2 separate regions of the Ovis aries genome follow, and region 1 is linked to region 2. Evidence: chromatin contacts called from public Hi-C data. All regions are on one chromosome and are shown on one strand. Each heading gives the region's core, a stretch centred on a gene start, on an enhancer-like site or on the middle of the called end of the contact. The rest is flanking DNA. Distances are from core to core; before and after follow the strand shown.

Evidence for each region. A called contact is a pair of places that touch in the nucleus more often than the background predicts.
Region 1: a Hi-C map of liver shows a contact between it and region 2, with 2.4 times the contacts expected there. The contact joins the enhancer-like site here to the promoter of STOM in region 2. A contact is called at or near these places in 3 of 16 Hi-C or Micro-C datasets (hypothalamus, liver and tail adipose tissue).

Annotation. Positions count from the first base shown.
Region 1 is chr2:2,226,519-2,232,773 of ARS-UI_Ramb_v3.0, reverse strand. GSN (gelsolin) reads left to right here. Exons shown (of 17, transcript NM_001246006.1): 11 at 1,666-1,756; 12 at 2,700-2,870; 13 at 3,497-3,671; 14 at 5,083-5,207; 15 at 5,436-5,513. Among named protein-coding and RNA genes, the nearest start is that of GSN, 40 kb to the left of the region's middle. Within about 2 kb of position 2,298, at least 15 of the 54 cell types and tissues checked have an H3K27ac peak or open chromatin away from gene starts, as enhancers often do. A contact at or near this core is called in liver, where this site is marked.
Region 2 is chr2:2,180,138-2,186,307 of ARS-UI_Ramb_v3.0, reverse strand. STOM (stomatin) reads right to left here and starts at 4,388. Exons shown (of 7, transcript XM_027964046.2): 1 at 4,256-4,388. The coding sequence starts at 4,316. LOC105606506 (a long non-coding RNA gene) reads left to right here and starts at 4,625. Exons shown (of 5, transcript XR_001433962.4): 1 at 4,625-5,185.

The DNA of each region.
Region 1 (6,255 bases), core at 1,049-3,548, 49 kb before region 2:
CTCTCCCTCAATTCCACTCTAAGTTCTATTTATCCTCTGATGTTTTCTAACTAAGAATTATTTTTAATTCTTTAACGAGAGATGATATGTTTACGACTTTTCCCACCTTGCTCTAAAACCCTCACTCCTCTGTGGGTGCTTGCCTTCATTAGCCTCTTACATACCCTTCCAGCCATTTTTATGCAGATAAAAGCAAAGCTGACCCTGTATCCCTAGTTCCCCTCCCTTCCTTATGCAAAAGATGGCATACTGTGTATACTGTCCTGCACTTTGCTTTTTTTTTTTTCAGTTAATACTTCCTGGAGCTCAGACTATGTCAGTCCATAAAGAGCTCCCTTACTCTTTTTTTTTTTTTTTTTTTACAGCCATGTAATATTCCACTGTGTGGCTGTCCTGTAGTTTATTTAACAAATTCCCTGCGGATGCATATTTGCTTTGATTCCAGACTCCTACTATTACAAGCACTGCTATGATTAGTTGGCTTAAACAAACATCATTTTGGATGCGTAGAGAAATATCTTTAGAGTGAGTTCCCAGAAGTTGGATTGCTGGCTCTGACAGTGAATGCGCTCGTCCTTTTGACAGATAGCACCCAGTTTCTCTAGATGAACTTTGTGCCGTTTGCATTTTCACCAGTGACAGATGAGAGTATCTGTTTCCTCCTGGTCTCACTGGTGGACTGTGTTATCACACTTCCGCTGTTTGTCAACTTTAGAGTTGATAAAATGATATCTCAGTATAATATTTTTCAGTTCATTTCTCTTTCTGTGCAATCTTAAAGGTTGACTGATGGGTTTCTTGTTTTTTAAACTTTTCGTTTTGAAATGACTTGCTGAAAAGTTGCAAAAACAGTGCAGACAGTTATCTGTTACAGTTCCCTCTAGGGTCACCTCTTACTTAACCATAGTTCAGTTTTCAAAACTGGGAAATTAACATTGTTGCAAGACCATGTCCTCCTCTATAGATGCTTCTTGAATTTTGCCAGTTCTCCCACTAATGTCCTTTTTCTGGCCTGGGATCTAACCCAGGGTCTCACATGATATTTAGTCATCACATCTCCTCAGTGGCATTTAATCATCGTGTTCTCCGTCTTTTAATCTGTGACAGTTCCTCAGGCATCACTCTTCTTTCCCAGCTTGGATGCTGTGGAAGAGCATTAGTCTTATTCTGTAGGTTGCCTCTCAGTTTGACAACCTCAGACTTTTACAAGCAGCTTGAAAGAAATGTTTCTGGACTAGATATTAATAATACACACATGGAACAAAATTCACGAGAAGGCTTTTAGAACATTTCCTTTGATCAGCACGTTGATCTGTTAGACTGCTTATGCAGATAACACAGGTCAGTCATGGGAAATTTAGACGGCAGAGGAAGGGGTGAGGCAGAAAGCCCCTGTCCGTGCATCTCCCTGTGGGGCAGGTTTGGGACGAGGACGTCCCCTGGTTGTGGTCAGACCGCTGTAAGAAGACGACATGCTGAGCTGGGGTGTGTGGTGTGTTGGTCTGGTTCCTGGCTCTGGTTCCTTTTCAGAGAAATCTCTTTTCCTCTCTATTTGTCAGTTTCATTACCTGTAATCTGGAGATTTGTGGGTTTCTCAAGCCCAGGGTGACGGAGGGGCCCTGGCCTCTGTGCAAACCGAGGTGCTGAGGTTCACTTCCCTTCCAGGCAGGGCGCCCAGTCCACCCAGGATGAGGTCGCCGCCTCGGCCATCCTGACGGCTCAGCTGGACGAGGAGCTGGGAGGGACTCCCGTGCAGGTGAGCCCAGCCCGCTGCTCACTCATCTGACCGTCCCTCATCCCACGCATCCATCCTTTTGACAGACATTTATGCAGGATGCGGACGCTGCGTCTGCAAACGTGAACACAGATAGATCCTCCCCCCGGCTCCCAGCCCCGCCCTGCCCTGAACCGCTGTGATGTGGTTTATTACAGTCTAGTCGTGGGAGAAAGAGGTTCATTAGACATGCGGGCAGAGGGTGTATAATCACACACGGCCTGAATTCTCACCAGCAGGGTGGAGCTGGGGTCTAGGCTCTGACCCAGCAGTGGTGGCTCTTGCTAGGAAGGGACCACGAGCCACCGTGTGCGGTGATCTGGATACAGGCAGCACGGGCCACAGCTGGAATCTGAAGTGACGCGGGCACACAGGGCAGGAGCAGATGGGAGGACAGAGGAGGTCCGTCCTCCGCTCAGACCTCCTTGTCCCCTCCTCCCACCGCCAAGCCCTCGACCGCAGTCTGCACTGGCTCTGCAGGAGGGCTCTCTCCAGACCTGGAAGGCTCTTTTCTCACCACTCTGCCAGCTTTCTTGGCCGAGGCTGACGTCACAGTCCGGGAAGAATGTCCACGAACCATCCCTGGGCTTCCATTTAAGGGAATATTTGCAAACATGGGCTCTCTGGGTTCTTGGACTGGACCCAGCCTCAGCCAGGCCAGGCCTTGTGGGAGGGGAAACGCCAAAGCAGTGCCCGGGGGACCTCAGCCAGCAGGGCCATCTCCAGCCCTCCTGCACGTCCTGCTCCCCGGCCAGCCCCTGCGCGCTGTAGGGCCACGCCCCGCTCCACACACAGACCCAAGCGTGACGGCTTGTTTGGGGGTGAGCCTGGGCCACGCCAGCTGCCCTGATCTGAGCCCAGTGTGTGTGCACAGCACGATGCTCGTGCCTCCCTTTCCTGACCTGTGCTCCCATCTCCCTCTCAGAGCCGTGTGGTCCAAGGCAAGGAGCCCGCTCACCTCATGAGCCTGTTCGGCGGGAAACCCATGATCATCTACAGGGGTGGCACCTCCCGCGAGGGTGGGCAGACGGCCCCTGCCAGCACCCGCCTCTTCCAGGTCCGGGCCAGCAGCTCTGGAGCCACCCGGGCCGTGGAGGTAATGCCCCGGGCCCCGGACCCCCAGCAGGATTGGCCTCTCAGAAACCTCTCAGGCCTGATGGGCAGATCTCTGGATCTGGTGGGGGTGGCTGAGGGGCTAAGAAGCAGCTTTTTGTATCTCCCTGCCCTGGCAGCAGGATTGTATGTATTAGAGTTCCCCTTGTTTCAAGAATGCCCAGTGTCCCTTGCATACCTTCCACGACGGGCAAGTCACTACCTAACAAATAGTCCATTCTTCACGATCTGGATGTTGTTCTTGATTCCATTCCACTTGGCTGCTGTCCCTTTCATGGTGGAAGGTGCAGAAGCTGAGCATAATCCTACTGTGCAGCCTAGAGGACAATGGGATCATCACCTCCTTTGTTCTGGGTGCTCAACTTCTATTAATGCATCCCAGGTTTCTAGAGTCTCCTTGGCTGAGCACAGTGCATTTGTGACTCACGGGAGTCAGCGAGGCCTCTCAGCGTCCCGAGTCCTTGTCCTCAGCTCTGATGGGGCACACGCTCCCTCCTCCAAATCCACCCTTAAGAGCTGCTCTTGCTGCAGCATCTCCTGGACCGTGAGGAGGGGGCTGAAGCCTTTTTACCTGTTTCCTGATTGACTAATTGAGCACTACCCTCCCAGGTGATGCCCAAGGCTGGAGCACTGAATTCCAACGATGCCTTTGTCCTGAAAACCCCCTCGGCCGCCTACCTGTGGGTGGGTGCGGGAGCCAGTGAGGCAGAGAAGACTGGGGCGCTGGAGCTGCTCAGGGTGCTTCGGGCCCAACCCGTGCAGGTGGCAGAAGGCAGCGAGCCAGGTAGGAGTGAGGGGCGGGGGGCTTGCTGCTCGCTGGGGACGGAGCTGCTGGCTTCCCCTGCCTCCTGTCTGCTCGGGGCTTTCGTTAACCTCCTCCTGCCTCAGTACTTGTCCCTTAACGTGTGTCCATTAAAGTGGGTGAGATGAAAACGGGGCTTCCCTGGTGGCTCAGACAGTAAGGAATCTGCCTGCAATGCGGGAGATCTGGGTTTGATCTCCGGGTTGAGAAGATCCCCTGGAGGAGAGCATGGCAACCCACTCCAGTATTCTTCCCTGGAGAATCCCAGGGACAGAGGAGCCTGGCGGGCCACAGTCCATGGGGTCACAAAGAGTCGGACACAACTAACACGTACACACGAGATGAAAATGAGAATGCGGTCGGTGAGAGGGAGGCGTCTGGGAGTTAGAGAAAGGAGAGCTCAGTGTGGGCTGGGGCAGGCGGGGAAGGCAGCTGGAGTGGGGCTCACTTGCGGGAAAGCTGTGAAAGATTGTAGGTGGCAGCATCAGCCTAACCTTGAGAAGCTTCGTGGACAGAAATGCCACAAGCCTGCCTTATTTCCAGAGTGTGGGTCAGGAACACTTCCATTATGCTAACCATAGATCTTTCCCTCCTTACTTTTAAGCCCGCTCTCTCTTGCTTGATGCTGAGCAGAAATGGGGAAGGATAGTTCAGTCTAGAGTCACATAATCCACTGAAAACGTTGGAAAGAGTGGACATGTCCCGTGTCTGCTAGGTCTCATGCGGTGGCCACGAGTCACGTGCCTATGGGGTTCCCTGCTGGCCCAGGGGTACAGAATCCCCCTGCCAGTGCAGAAGACTCAGGTTCAATCCCTGGGTCGGGAAGATCCCCTGGAGAAGGAAATGGCAACCCACTCCAGTATTCTTGCCTGGGAAATCCTGTGGACAGAGGAGCCTGGTGGTTAGTCCATGGGGCTGGAAAAGAGTCAGACACGACTAAACCACCGCCAGTCACATGCTTCAATTAACATGTATTTAAATGTGACTGCTGGGAAAATGCATTTGAATAAAAAGCACACGTGGCTAGAGCAGCTATAGTGGGAAAGTACAGGGAACAGGAGCTGGATGAGGAGCTTACTCCGCGTGCACTGTCTGGCGCTGGGCGAGTGGCTCGGCCTCTCTGAGCCTCAGCCGCCTCGAGGGCGTCGCCTGTCTCAGACCAGGAGCAGCCCCGGCCCTGTGTCTGCTGCCCAGTCCACCCTCCCGGGCCTCTGCTTCATCACCCTCGAGTCCTGCAGGCCCTTTCCTTCTTTGTCATGCTGGGGTTTTAAGATGCCGGGTGGCGGTTGAGAGCACTTGGCTGTGCGAAGGCAGCGTCTGTCCCAGAGTCTACAAGGAAGTGCTGGAGGGGGAGGTGGTGTCGGCTGGTAACTGGCATGGCCTCCCCTCACAGATAGCTTCTGGGAGGCCCTGGGTGGGAAGGCCGCCTACCGCACGTCCCCACGGCTGAAGGACAAGAAGATGGACGCCCACCCTCCTCGCCTCTTCGCTTGCTCCAACAAGATCGGACGTTTTGTGGTGAGTCCCAGGGGAGGTCTGAGGTCGCTGCCTCTGCTCGCCCCTTGGGAGGTGTTTTCCAGGGAGCAAGCTGAGGTATCCGCAGCGGGGGCAGGGAGAGACCTTCGATGACCCAGTGCAGACCCCCACAGGCTGGAGCCAGCTCAGCCCTCCCCATGGAGGGCAGAGAGAGCTGGGGGACGGCGGTTTGCAGGTGGGCTCTCATTACCCTCTTCCATCCCTTCCTAGATCGAAGAGGTCCCTGGTGAGCTCATGCAGGAAGACTTGGCCACCGATGACGTCATGCTTCTGGACACCTGGGACCAGGTAACAGACGGTCCCACAAGTAACTTCCCTCTCTGAGCTCCATGTCCTCATCTGCAGAATGGGCGTGATGGTGCCTACCTTGCATGATCCCAGCAGATGAGAGGCAGATAGAATCCCCTTGCCAATAGCAAAGCACCTTAGAGAGGCAAATCAGATGACCGGCGTTCTTCTCAGGCCTTAGGGGAACATGAACTCTTACTCTGAACCTGTTGGTAGAGAAAGTTAGACTTTGGTTCACATCTCATGCAGGCGTAATCTCTCAGCTAGAAGGAGACATACCCCTGTCCCCAAGGGCCCTGTGTCCTCGTGGGGGATGGCAGTCAGTAGCCCTTCCTAGCAAGCTGTCTCTTCCCCGAGTTGTCAGGGTTGCACACAGCAGCCACGCAGGTGTGAGACTGCCCGCCATCTGCCTGGCTTCTTCTTGGGCTCCCTGGTTGGAAGATCGATACCAAAAGGTTTGCAATTTAGCCGTTCAGCTGCGGGCAGCTTTGCTCCATTGGCTCCTTAATCGGCTTGCTCCTCTGTGTGTTCATGCGCTCGGTCGACACGTGTGAAGCACCACTGTCTTCCAGGCAGAATGCTGGGTTGCTGGGAGTCCTGTGAGGAACAGGACAGGCCCCGTGAGAGCTGGGGTGGAGGCGCCGTGCAGCAGGCGCACAGCTGCACATGCGTAAGGGCGAGCGTGCCTGCATCCTGTCGTCTGACACCATCTTATGGATGGGCCCCCTGGTGGCTCAGATGG
Region 2 (6,170 bases), core at 3,139-5,638:
AGCCTGGTGGGCTACAGTCCATGGGGTTGCAAAGAGTCGGACACGACTGAGCAACTTCACTTCACTAAACGAGGGAAGAGAATAGTTATTATCTCCTATGCAAAAATATGTAGAGTGTCTGACACTTAGGAAGTGTTCAGTAAACAGCAGCCATTATTATGATCAGAACTGCAAGGTAATTATTGACAGTACATAGGAATAAACTTTATATTAAGTGAACTACCTTCTGGGACCTGCACACCACAGAGAAACATCAAGACTAACAACCTGCTTGGGGATTCTGTCCCTGGAGGAGCAACAGACCACATTTGGGGAGATAAGTCAGAGTCCTAAACATTCTTGGACTTTCACACTTTTTGTCCATAAATTTTAATTTCCAAGCTGTTAATGCTTTTATTGTGTTGTCCCCAATAAATAATATCTTAATAATTTACATTTTAAAGTTTCAAAAGTACATTCACAAAAATGTTCTCATTTGATACTCAAAACTTTGGAAGCTAGATAGTACGGTAAGACGATGCTCGATATCTAGATAAGGAATTGACTCTGGAGATCGAGAGGCTTCCCCAGGTGACCCAGGTGGAAAGTGATGCTGCTGAGGTCTCAGTTCAGACCTTTGAATTTTAGATTCTACCCTCATTTCACTATCTATACAATCTTACCATCCATGCATATTTACAACTAGGCAAGGCTAGTATCTAATTTACATTGTCTGATATTTTAGGACAGACCTGTTATTGCCAGCAACTTCAAGGCTAATCTGCTGAAATGTCAGGGCAAACGTCTGGGGCTCAGGTGTCTTTACAAGTCTCAGAGTATAGACAAAGGTCCAAAAAGAACGGAAGAATGGTGTGTGTTAGCAGAGATCTGACGCACACTTCCTTCTTTCTACTGTGACCTCTAACCGCTCTTTCCACACTTTCATAAACAAAGGAGATTCCTTATTAAGTACCATATATTACTTTGACAATTACAATCCTTTCATCGATAACATAAACCCAGATAGTCTATCTGTAATGAGGACATGTATGAGGAAAAAGTCCATACCCTAAAATCAATCATTTGAGTTGTAACAAACTTAATAAAACAAACTGTAAACAGAAAAATGTCTCCATTAATGTAAACTTTATCTCACTCCTTCCTTTTTCTTTCAACAAATATTTTTGCAAACCTACTAGGCACTTGATTCTGAACTTACTACCGTGATCAAGGACACAATCCTCTGCTTTCAGAAGCTCTCCTGGTCTAACAAAGGTGATTATAATTTATATTTATAGTACTGTGTATAATAAACATTATGATGGAGGCTGGCACAGATTGTCAGGCAGAAACAGAGAAGAGGGGGTCATTTTTATGGTTACAATATTTTTCAGGAAAGTGTTTTCTGACATCTTCTTACAAAACAGACTTTGAATCCAATCTTTATCATATTTATCAACATTAAAAAATTTTTTTTCTTCAAAGTTGACCAGGTGATCAATGACTTTGTCTTTTACAGTGTGCAAGTTATACCATGAGGTGGGTCCAATAACCTATTTAATTATAAAAAGTGACATAAATGCCAACTTCTGCAGACTTGTCATCCTTGAGTTAATCTATGACCACTGATGGATTTAACTCAGATTAATCATTAAATAAGTTACAAAGTATTCCCCATCTGATCAACTGTAACAACTGAAATAAACAAAGCAGTCCCCTGATTCTGCTTATTTTCAGGCATTCTCCCAAAGGGATTTATCCCGTTGACATGACTCTTAATTATAATCACGCATGTCTTTGTAACCCACCTGCATTATTTCATTACAGAGTGGACGCACTGGCTTTAAAGAAAGACTAGTCTTGCCTGAGGGTATGGTCATATTTACGTTCCTAAGACTAATTATCAGCAAAATCATAACGGGACAGTTTGGGCTTTTATATTCCACTGCTTCTCTCGGAAGCAGCCCTCTGGAATTGTCTTATCCAGGAGTTCTTGACTGAAGCTGGGTTCCTTTGCGGTCTCTCAGCTTCTGCTGATGCTTGACAAGCTCCTCCTTTTGGGTCTGCATTCCAGAGAGCCTGAGGACTTCCCTGATGGCTCAGACAGTAAAGAATCTGCCTGCAACGCAGGAAACCTGGGTTCAACCTCTGGTTCTGGAAGCTCAATCCCTGGGTTGGGAAGATCTCCTGGAGTTAGAGAATGACTACTCCAGTATTCTTGCCTGGAGAGCTCCATGGACAGAGAAGCCTAGCAGGCTACAGCCCAGAGGGTTGCAAAGAGTACCACACGAACTGCGACTAACACCTTCACTTTCTGGAAACAGCTCCAGGATGGGGGAAATGATTTGCAAAGTCAGTTCAAGGCGGAACCTAGTTCACAGGTGTGTGTGATGTTTTCCACTCTGAGCTTCAGTTTCTTGGCTGTAAAGGGATAGAGAATGACGTTCTCCTTGTGGAGCTGTTAGAGGATTGCACTGGATAAAGCTTCTAAAGCATTTGGGCTGTGTTTGGCACGTGGCAAGCATTCGGTAAATTCTCTTTAATAAATTCTCGTACTGGCTTTCCTATCAGTGCCACGTCTCTAAGTCTTACATTTTTTAAAAAAAGGTGACAGAGCCCAGGCAAAATGTTGTTTATATGTATAACTTTCAGAGGAAAAGGTGCACAGTTTTCATTAGATTCTTAAAAAGACTTCTGTCTAAAAAGTAGTGAAGTACAGAATCAAGAAAAAGAACTTAAAGAGTGAATGCTGTTCTGTGAGCATGAAAAACAACTCACATTAAGTCCAAAGATCATGTTTATTCCCAAAGAACTTCCATGGATTTCCTACCAGAGTGTCACCAAACTTAAGGTACAGAAAAGTGACAATTTAAGATTTCTATAATTCTTTTGATGTTCCTGGAATGGAACTAAAGACAAAGATTGCTGGAAAAGGAAATGGGGGCATGCTGGATCAGTGGACAAGGCTGTCATCACAAATAATCAGAACTGATGAGTCCAGTGCAGCGGTCCTCAACCTTTTTAGCACCAAGGACCAGTTTCCTGGAAGACAATGATTCCACACATGGAGGTGGGGGTAGGGGTGGACGGGATGACTCATGTGCATTACCTTCACTGGACACTTTCTTTCCAGTATCATTACATCAGCTCCACCTCAGATCATCGGGCATTAAATCCCAGAGTCTGGGGACCCCTGCAGTACAGTGATCTTTGTGGGGTGCTGGAAAAGCCCATCCAGCCCCCTAAATTTTTCACTGTCATTCTGTCTTAAATTCTGTCCTTAGGAAGAATTCCTTTGGATCACTAAGAACCCCTGGGAGGGAACCAGTACTCCTGAGAGGTTTACAGCCTCTCTTTATGAACCACCCCCATCTCCCCCAAGGAGTTAGCCAGTAACGGTTCGAGGAGCTAGCCCTCTCAAGGGTGCTAGTCCCTTCATAGGGGAACAAATTGAGCCACACAATTTCTGTCTTCAAGACTGGGAAGGCCCTGGTAGGGTGGGGAACTCACAATTCCTAGGGAGGGCCAAAAGCCAGCATGCCGATGTTCCTAGAACAAAGGAAGGGAAGTGGAGGGGCCAGAGCGAGGCGGAAAGTGAAGCTGGGAAGAGATACAGGAAGGATGCCAAAAAGAGCCTTCTTCCGCAACTGTGTAGGGAACCTGTGGCGAAACCGCACCGGTCTGTTCCCGGGTTTAGTAGGACAAACTGGCCAGGGTGGGGAGCAGGAGGAGTTCTTTCTAGCTCGGGAGGACCCGGGCTTACTCTGAGGGTGGGCGAGAGCGGGGTGGCGGAGCTGTCCCCGGATGGGGCTGGAACGGAGTGGGGCGAAGACGCCAACTTCCCCCGCGCCCCGGGCGTGGCGGGCAGGTTTGGGCCCCGATTCCACCAGCCGCTGCCGCCCGTCACTCGTGCACGCCACGAGATAACGAGCGGAAAGCGCTGGCACAGGGCCTGGCATCTGGCAGCCGCTGGATAACGCGAGTCTCTGCTCTGGCTGTGGGCACCGGAGACACGCCCTCGATGCCGCGTCCCGGCTGTGCGGGGCACTGGGCGTGCATTCTGCACCCTAACATCCCTAAAACTTTCCCCTCAGCCTGGGAAGTAGGGTTCATCATTCTCCGCGTACAAGGGGCAGAGACGTCGGTTGTGAGCAACAGTCACTCGGCTATGGAACCTCGGAGATATTCCTGGGGCTTTGGGTTGGGGCTCTTCCCGAAAGGAGATGAAGGGGACGGCGGGCGACCCCACGGGCCTCGCCAGGGGCACGGGGCTCACCCTTGAAGGAATCGGGAAGCCGCCGAGCTTGGGTGTCCACTGCTGGCCGCTTGTCAGACATGCTGCCCGAACCAGAGTCGCTACTCTCGCGTCGAAGTCGCCGGAGCCTGAGGTGGAGCTGCGAAGAATGCCCGGAGACGACCCGGGAGCCCCGAGACACAGGCAGCAGTCCCGCCCCTTCTCCGCGGCCCAGCCAATCGCCGCCCAGGACGGAGGAGGACACGCCCCCAGCCGCCGCCCGCCCCTCCCACGGGGCCTCTCCTCCCGCCCTCCCAGCTAGCCAAGGGCTGAGGGGCGTGGCCTGAGGGGCGAGGCGCCCCTGAGGCCGGGGTCCGGGCCGGGGGCAGCACCGGAAGGAGGGGCGTCGCCGGAAATGAAGGGCGGAGGCCACCCGGGTGGGAGCGGCGGCTGAGGAGATAGGGGAAGGGGCTGAGAGGGTGGCCTGAGGGAGGGCTATGGAGAAAGGCTCTGAAACGGCTTCCTTCTGGGCAAACGAATTGGAAGGAGATGGTGCCCTCCTTGGGCGGGTAGGGGCCAGGTGAAGGGAGGCAGCAGAGGGGCACGCGTCCAGAGTGAGGGCACCAGAGCCCGCCCTAGACCGGGAGCTCCCGTGGTGAGAGGGGAAGAGGGCGGTGCGGCCAGCCTCGAGCCCAAAGGAGTGAACTCGAATGAGGTGCCCTTTACTGAAATAAAGTCCTTTCCCCGCCGTAGTCAGGCGGGGCACTCATTGCTGGGGACCCAGCACGCCGCGGGGAGACGCGGGGCCCGCCCTCCTGGAGTTGTTACAGGCGAGTCAACAAAGCAAATCATTGCGCGTGGCCGCGGGCGCCCGCAGTGAACGGCTCCGGGAGCTCGGAAAGCCCCGAGAGTAGCCGCTCTAGATGCCGGGCCAAGGGAAAGCCTCGGTAAGGAGGCGGCATTGACCGAGAGGTGAGAAGGAGCCACCCGTGGGAAGGAGGACAGGCGCGGTGGGAGGTCGGTGAGGGAATCCCAGGCGGAGAGAAAAGCACTAGCGAGAGGATTCCCCACCTCCAGCTTTCTGCTGGGTGGTGGCTGAAACCTCACGGTGGAAAACCGGGCTGTGTTTTATTCTCGATGACTTGTCCCGATGCAAGCATTTCAAAGTATGGCGAGGTGCACGAGCAGATGCCCTTAAAAAAATTTTTTTTTTCATCTGGAAATAAATACAGATTCTCCGCAAGTTGCAAAGACAGTAGCGAGAGCTTATGTGTCCACTCTAGCTAGTTCCCTCTCATAGTTAAATCTTAGGTGTAGTATCAAAGCTAGGAAATCGACAGTGGCTCGCGAAGTATGTATCCTTCTGTGCCATTTTGCCTCATGCCTAGTTTTGTTTAACTACCGTTACAGTCAAGCTGCAGGGCTGTTCCATCGGCCTGGCCTTAGAATATCCAGCACTGTGGTGTTTGGGTAGCTGATATGGTAGACTTTTTAGCTTTAGCTCTGGAGCCCCGTGGTTGTCAGGGTAGACAGCGGGGCACACACAGTTGTAAGGGTGTTGGGTGGCAGATCACGGTTGCTTTGGGGTGCAGGCACTAGCGTATGGTACAAGCCTAAGGCAGAACTCTCAAGTTTATCTCCAGTCACATCGGGAAAGAACTGTTTATATTCGTGGGAGTGGAGTACTGCTTGTGAAGTGGCTTGGTTTATAAGCCTTCTGGAGAAGATAAGGAGGGGAGTATGGCAATTTAAGGCTCCTTTCCCTCTCAGTCATCCTTGAGAAAGTCCACAGCTTCATATTTTCCATTCCGCAACAAATAAGCCCCAGAGGCATGAACTTCCTGTTTATGCCATGGTTCCCAGGAATAAGGAGTGAAGGCACAAGCAGCTAATTAAAACCTTTAATAAAGGAGGGCTTGATCACAAATTGGAAGTGGTGGGAAAGTAGCTTTCCTGT